Linked DNA regions of Hordeum vulgare: region 2 is linked to region 1. The links are chromatin contacts, called in public Hi-C maps. All regions are on one chromosome and are shown on one strand. The core of a region is the stretch at or near the end of the contact, and the rest is flanking DNA. Distances in the headings are between cores, read along the strand shown.

What was found. A called contact is a pair of places that touch in the nucleus more often than the background predicts.
Region 2: a Hi-C map of leaf shows a contact between it and region 1, with 4 times the contacts expected there. The contact joins the promoter of LOC123412479 here to the promoter of LOC123410525 in region 1. A contact is called at or near these places in 3 of 6 Hi-C or Micro-C datasets (leaf and seedling).

Annotation. Positions count from the first base shown.
Region 1 is chr7H:165,575,680-165,579,544 of MorexV3_pseudomolecules_assembly, reverse strand. It overlaps LOC123410525 (heat shock protein 81-1), which reads left to right and starts at 2,195. Exons shown (of 3, transcript XM_045103473.1): 1 at 2,195-2,480. The coding sequence starts at 2,355.
Region 2 is chr7H:165,747,837-165,751,701 of MorexV3_pseudomolecules_assembly, reverse strand. LOC123412479 (laminin subunit beta-1 variant-like) reads right to left here and starts at 1,594. Exons shown (of 2, transcript XM_045105426.1): 1 at 916-1,594. The coding sequence starts at 1,276.

The sequences.
Region 1 (3,865 bases), core at 946-3,445:
CTCGCGTACGCTACATGGCACCCTTTCTTGTCGTGTAACGCTTGCGAATAGACATATGGAAATTTCACCAATTTGTCCCACTTGCTCTCAGGGTCTTGGAGATACTAAGCATTTACTTTTCTGTGTTCTAAAGCAAAGGAAGTTTGGGAAAGATTAGGGGATGGATGATATAATTGCAAAAGCTTGTGAGGTTGATCATGCTGGAGAGGCGGTGTCGGAGTACTTAATTCTTCTCCCAGAACAAGAATTGAGGATTATGGGACGCCACAATGTGCGTGAAATGATTGCTATCTTAACATGGATCTATGGTGGGAAAGACAAAAATTGGTGCATAAGGAGAAAACTCAGAATGCTCATATGATTTTTGTGGAAATTCTAGCCCTAACAACAAACTTTATCAATGCATCATCCCCAAAGGCCTCAATGAGAAGGGAGGGATGGTCTTGTCCCCCCAGGGATTTGTGAAACTTAATGTAGATGCTTCTTTTGACCATAATCTGCTACGGGGCACGATGAGGCAGTCCTTAGAGATGATAAAGGAAGATTTATTGCAGGAGGAAACAACAAGATTGGCTATTGTGCTGACGTATTGATGGCTGAAGCATTGGCGTTCAAATTTGGCCTAACACTGGCGCAAAGGGCGTGTTGCGATCGTCTTATTATTAACTCGGACAATATGGAGGTTATTGAGACAATAAAGGATGGAGGACGATCTGCAGGTTCGACGACGGCAATATTCGATGACCGTTTTCATTACGCGTGTGATTTTGTAGTTACTAGAATCGAACATTGTAATGGAGAAGCAAATAAAGTTGCTCATGAGCTCGTTAGACTAGCAAGATTTTCTCAGATTTTTGAATGGTGTGAAGAACCATTAGATGGAATTGTAATGTTACTCATAAACAATGTTTTGGTTGTTTCTAATGAATAAAGTTCTTGTTTTCCTAAGAAAAAGGTTGTAGACTCATTTTATTTTGGTATGTGTGATGTTACTTATAGTGTGAGTAATTACCAGCTATATTATTCAATTTATCTTTCTTCTCGTTAATTAGCTGTCACATCATCTTTTTTCCTTAAGTGACATCCATGAGCATGGTTAATAGTATAGCCAATTGTCGACTATATGATGTTGATGTGTCATATATACTCACTATTTATTGCCACACATACAACAATATTAGCTATAAGGTTGGCCATAAGAATAGTACTTTTTTCCACCTTATGCCCATCTCTTTCTTCGTATTTATTGCATTTGATTAAAAGTACGTATATACCTAGGCTCTTGCATGAAAGTCCACTATATTTACTTTTTCATCCCTCTTCTTCATATAGACGAAAATGCCATGTAAGCAGGCTATAAGGCGAAAGTGCATAAAAGCTCTCGGGTGCTAGGCCCCCCAATATTTTAAAATAATTTAGTAATTCAAAAAATTCAAAAATACATGAAACTTTTTATGAAATCAAACATAATTAAGTATTACACTCGTATAAAAATATTAAACGGGGAATGACTTTCATTGCATCCCAAGTCAAAGATTTTCCAAAAAAGGCTAGATAAAATACTATTCATGTCATATTGTCGTCATATTTTTTTTTACCTTGAAGTCAATGGAAATAATTCCTTGATGATTTTTTATATGAGTACATTACCTAGTCATATTGAATTTTAAAAAAGTTTTAAGATTTTTTTACCTTTTTTGAATTGCTAAATTATTTTTAAATATAGGGGTTGGAGCACCCGAGTGCTCCTAATCCGCTCCCGGTTATAAGACAATTATTGTACTTGTTCTATGTTCCTGCCACTATGAATAGTCTTAGGTTTAAAATAAAATAAAAAAGTCTGCATGGAATTCATACAGACCTGCAATAAAATTAACAGATTAGCAAGAAAAATTAGTCAGTGTGACCTGCTCGGTGTGCTAAATATGGAGTCCTTTTTCTACGGCTATAATAATCATGAACTATTGGGTCCTGTATTAAACTCACTCCCTCCGATCTCCGGAACCTTCCAGAGTACTACCGCAGGAGCACAATAAAAAAATAAAACGACAAGGCGCCTAAACCCAGCCAACTGACATGCGGACCAAACCATCCTATTAGCCGGCCCCACAGCCCCGTCGTCCCGAGCCCCCAACCCCCGTCGTCTCCCCTTCACGCACCTGGTAGAACGTTCGAGAGCCCCTCCTCCGACTATATAACCTTCCCCACCGCGCCCGCCTTCTCCATCCTCGCGACCCAGAGCCCGAGAACCCCGCTCCAAAGCCCTAACCCTAGGCCATCCCCTCTCCCTCCCCTCAACCCTCGTCGACTCCGCGCGCGCCTGCGTTCCAGGAGCTTCCGCTGCCGGCGGCGCCATGGCCTCAGAGACCGAGACCTTCGCCTTCCAGGCGGAGATCAACCAGCTGCTCTCGCTCATCATCAACACCTTCTACTCCAACAAGGAGATCTTCCTCCGCGAGCTCATCTCCAACGCCTCCGATGTAAGCTTCCCCGCTCCCGCTCCCGCCCTCCGTTCCCTTTCCCCTGTAATGCTCTGATTCGCGGCTCTGTTTAGATCCGTGCGCGATACGGCCCTTCGCCTTGCCGATGTTCAGTAGATCGCGTGTGTTTGTCGGTTCGCGACGGTTAGTGGAAGGGATTTCAAATCCATCGACGAATCCGCGGTTTATGCGATATTCTGTCCTGTCGCACTTCCGATACTCTGTGAGTGGAGCGTAGCCACACATTTGTTTGTTCTCTGTCCTGTCGCACGTGCGAATCTCCATGATTAGTGCTAATCGACTGTCATAAATCTACATTGATTAGTGTTAGTTGACTGTTATAATAGCTTAGGGAACATCATTACTTCCATCGTAAATTTTCCTATACGAGGTAGTAGTGAGTAGAACGTAGCTATACCTTTGTTTAATCCCTGTATGTACTGTCGCACGTGCGGAACTCAGATACCAGAGCTAATTAGACTGTTATAAAAGCTTTGGAAGCGCTGCACTTGCATTATAAATTCTCCTATATGCGGCTAGGCTTTATAAATTGTAAAACAGTCTCAAGGCTTGGTTGCCCCTGGTGTCCTAATTCTCCTATATACTGTCACCTGCATACCAGAGCTTTAAATTCGAATTCCCATGTACTTTACTCCCTCCGTCACAGTTTATAAGGTGTGCACGTGTATCTAGGTTGTCAATTTAACTTATATAAAATATATTGTTTAACATAAAAATTATATCATTACAAAATAGAATATCTAAAGTTTTTAATGATATATTTTTTGCAATATATGCCTTTCATTAAGTTGGTCAAATTGACAACCTAGATATACGTACATGCCTTAACTTATATAAAATATATTGTTTAACATAAAAATTATATCATTACAAAATAGAATATCTAAAGTTTTTAATGATATATTTTTTGCAATATATGCCTTTCATTAAGTTGGTCAAATTGACAACCTAGATATACGTACATGCCTTATAAACTGTGATGAAGGGAGTACATGGCTGGTAGCATGATTTTTTGACTTTTTTTTTTGCTAAATATGGTTTTGTGTTACTGGGTTAACCCTTGAAAAGCATGTACTCCCTCCGTTCCTAAGTCTTTTAAGATGTTTCACTAAAAGGACTACATACGGATGTATATAGATATAATTTAGAGTATAGATTCATTCTTTTTGCTCCGTATGTAGCCCTCTAGTGAAATGTCTAAAAAGACTTATATTTAGGAACGGAGAGAGTACTTACACTTATGATTCAAACTAGATTTTGGATGGTTGCTAGGTTATTGCATATATGTAATCTACATCTATGATAAATAAAAGTAAAGGCTGATACTCCTGTAATGCATTAGCTGTCTCAAAACTTTGATTTAT
Region 2 (3,865 bases), core at 345-2,844, 170 kb before region 1:
TTCACTCCCATTTAGATACTCAACAATGTTAAATGTTATTAAACATGGCAAGAGGTGAAGCATAAATAAACTACACTATCTAGACATTTTAAAAGAGAACGGAAACAATATATAACATTTCCAAAATGACCCCATATGTTAATTTTGAAATCTGTCCAGACCTGTACTAAACATATTTTATATTTATTAAACAACAAAATAAAGTGGACCATGTGATTCTACACGTCATTCTAGTCGATTTGCATATATAGATCATTTAAAACGGAGCTACGGTCTAAAAGATATGATCATCACAAGATAATATGACATGGATGTAAAATGCATGCAAATGACAACCACAACATATTAAACATGGATGCAACAAGATATTATGAAACTACCTAAAATCCTAAGCAAGTTTAAATGAGGCAACGAACAACAATTCCGGAAATTCCCCATACGTAATTTTAAATTTGCTACAGATCTGCTTAAACACAATTTTAGAGTTGTTAAACCTGAAAATAAATGATATCATGTTATTCTACACATTTTTCTAGTCAAGTTACATATGTGGAACATTTTAATCGGAGCTACGGTTAATTAGTTATGACATAAATCGTTTCTACATGGCATTTATGCAAATTAATTAAAACAACAAGTTAATTTTTTTTAACATGCATGAAAATTGGATATTATTAATGTAAACAAAATTCTGGCCATTTTACATATCTAAAATATTTTCATCCGATGCACTGTTAATTAAATATGACTATATGAGCATTTAACCATATGCATTTATTTTGTAATCACTCGTTAATTAACAAAATTCGCACACAACACAAAAAAAGGATACATGCCGAATCAACACAGTGCACAGGGCGTCGGATAAAAATACTGTGCACAACACGACATATAACACGAGGGTGGGTGGCTCACCTTGCGGGCCATGGCCTAGGTTGGCGTGGGAGCAGATGGGCCGACGCCTGAGCGGCCCAAGCAGGGGGGCACGGCTGGGTCGACGGCTCGGCTGGCTGGAGGCGCGGCCCATGGCGAGGCAAGCCGGGGCGAGGCCCATGCGAGGGGGTGCTGGCGTGAGCGAGCGCCCGACAGTGTCAACGCGAGCGGTGCTCGGGGCACCGTCTATGACGGTGGGTGCAGGCGGCGGGGTGCCGCGCCGACGAGGTGGCGACCTTGGGCGATGGGGACGGACGGATCTGGGCGACGGGGACCTACTCCGGAAGTTTCCCACTGGATCCGGGCCGGCGGCGAGGCCCAGGCGGAGGGGCGCAGCGGGCATGGAGGATCTTCGACGGCCATGGCATCACCATGACGGCGCACGCTCGTGTGAGGTGGAGATGGCAAGGCAGCGACGAGGAGATGTATGGTGCGGGAGGCAGGGCTGGGGCGCGTGCGGTGCCGGCCACGGCTGTCGTGGTGTGGTGCAGCGCAGTGGAGGAGCTCGGGTGCGGGCGCTGCTGTGGTCGCCGGACATGTCCGGTTGGTGGCGTGAACATATCCGGGGTGGGATTTTGTGACATCCTCTACTTTTGCAACAGTAATTATTGTAATTAAGCCACAATGATCAACCGTTAATGATGCCACGTCATCGAATTCCCATCTCACACCCGCGTTGATTCGAGTTTGTCCGGATCCAAAATTTGAAATCAAAAGAAAAGTATTTTATAAATTCATGTTAAATATCAAAAGAATATAAGTATATAAAAAAAGGGTATTTAAGAAGAAAAATCAAATAGTAAAATAAATAATGAAAGAAAGAAAAGAAAAGAAATTCAAAAAAAAAAAAAGAAATCAGACCCTCCCCCGTGGCCCGACTAGGCCAAGGTGGCCGAGCCGGCCACTCCCGCTCAAACCCTAGCGCCCCCCTGGCGAGGGAGCCCTCCCTGGATCGCTCCCTCTCCCTCCCCTTAGCACCGCCACCCCCCACGCTCCCCCTCGGTCCCACCCCTCCCACCGACAACTCCACACGAGGGGCTCGCTCCCTCTCTCTCCCGTAACTCCCGTCGCCCCCCAGATCCCTCCTCCTCCTCCCGCCGGCGAGCCCCCACGGCCTCCCTCTCACCCGAGCCTCTCCACCTCCTCCCCTCCCCGCCGGCGGCCCCCCTGCCTCTCCTCACCGAGGACCCCCCCCCGGTCGGCCGGACCTCCAACACCTCCGGCGGCCGAGGCCCTCCCGGGGACCTCCCTGGTCGGCCGACCCTGGCCAGGGGCCTTCCCCCGTCGCGCCCCCCTTCCCCCCGCTCGGTCCAGGAGGGACCGGGCAGGGAGACAGGCCCCCTCGGCCCCTTCACCACGCCGGCGAGCCCCTCCCCCATCGGGCCTCCCCTACACCTCTTCCTCGCCGGAACCGCGCCGTCACCGTCCCCTTCACCACCGGAACAACGCCGTCACCGTCACCGCCTCGTCCGCCTCCACGCCGTCTCCTCCGCCCCTTCCCGCGAACTCCGGCTTCACCGGCCCCTCCCGTCAACGTCGGTGAGCCCCTCCTCGGGCTCCTCCCACCATGTCGTTCTCCTCGCCGTCCCGGTTCCGTTCCGGCAAACGAGGCTTCGATCAGTCGATGGTAGACTCCGGTAGGAAGGATTGAACATTTGGTTCTTCTATGTGGAGTTAGCAAAGAACCTTTGTGTTATATTTGTTAACAGAGAGAGGGAGATGAGAGTTTTGAGTGAAAATAAAAAAACAAATGTTGTATTCCGTATGTATGTATGTATTTGATACCCGTATTTATGTATGTATTTGCGTATATAGGCATGTGGAGAAATACGACATTTGTATGGTTATGTATTTGTGATTAAAAATGTGTTTTTGGCCTAGGGTCACTTACCGGTGGGGCCAACGCACCCGCTGTCTATGACAGGGAGGCCCCACGCGATAGTTAATATAAATAATAAAAAAATAATGTTTTTATTATATAAATAAATAGATATATTAGTTAAAATTAATTAATTAGAATAATTAGAGTATGACACGTGGGTCCCCCACTAAATTAATCTGATTAAATAATATTTAGTCTTAATTAAAACTTGTGCCTATGACGTTCGGGACCCGCTGGTCAGTTGACCAGTCAAATGTTGATGTCAGCATGACATCGCGATGATGTCATAATGGGATTTTATTAAAATAGCTAAATCTGTTTTTAATTCCTAAATAATTAATAAAACTTTGAAAATTAATATAAAATAATCCGTAAGTCAGATCAAATTATTTTCAACATGAAAGTTGATCAGCTGATCGAGACGAACCCGGATACACGGTCCATTCGTCTGTCACGCGTCCCTAGCATAGCAAACATGGAACTTTTCCATCGTTTCCAGTATAACCGGTAGTAGCCCGAGACCCGGAAAATATCGTCAGATATTCTTCCGACCCGTCTATGACGGATGTTGCTGCGTTAGCTCATGTCTAGCCTGCATCTTGCCATGTCATGCTTTGTGTTGCATCGGTGCTATTATTTATTGTTTCTTCTCCCTCTTCTTACCGGTAGACCCCGAGACTGACGCTGCCGCCGGGTACATCTACGACCCTGCCGATCAGTCCTTTGCCGCAGAGCAGCAAGGCAAGCAAACCCCCCTTGATCATTCCTATATCGCCTATGTCTTTCTTCCTACTGCTTGCATTAGTATTTTGCTACTGTTGTAGTTAGCTCCTATATCTGATGCATAGCCTATTTTTGATGAACTGCTACTTTCAGTCCTGTACTTTAAACCTGCTTAGTATAGGTGGAGCAGTCATCCCCTCAGACCCCGTAGTCCAGTTGCCCCGCTTGTTTTCAAATCTCGATCTCTGATCGACGAGCCAGACCCGACACAGCACATTCACCCCCCTTCGTTGTACGACGCTATAGGGATACTATCGGGTACCGAGG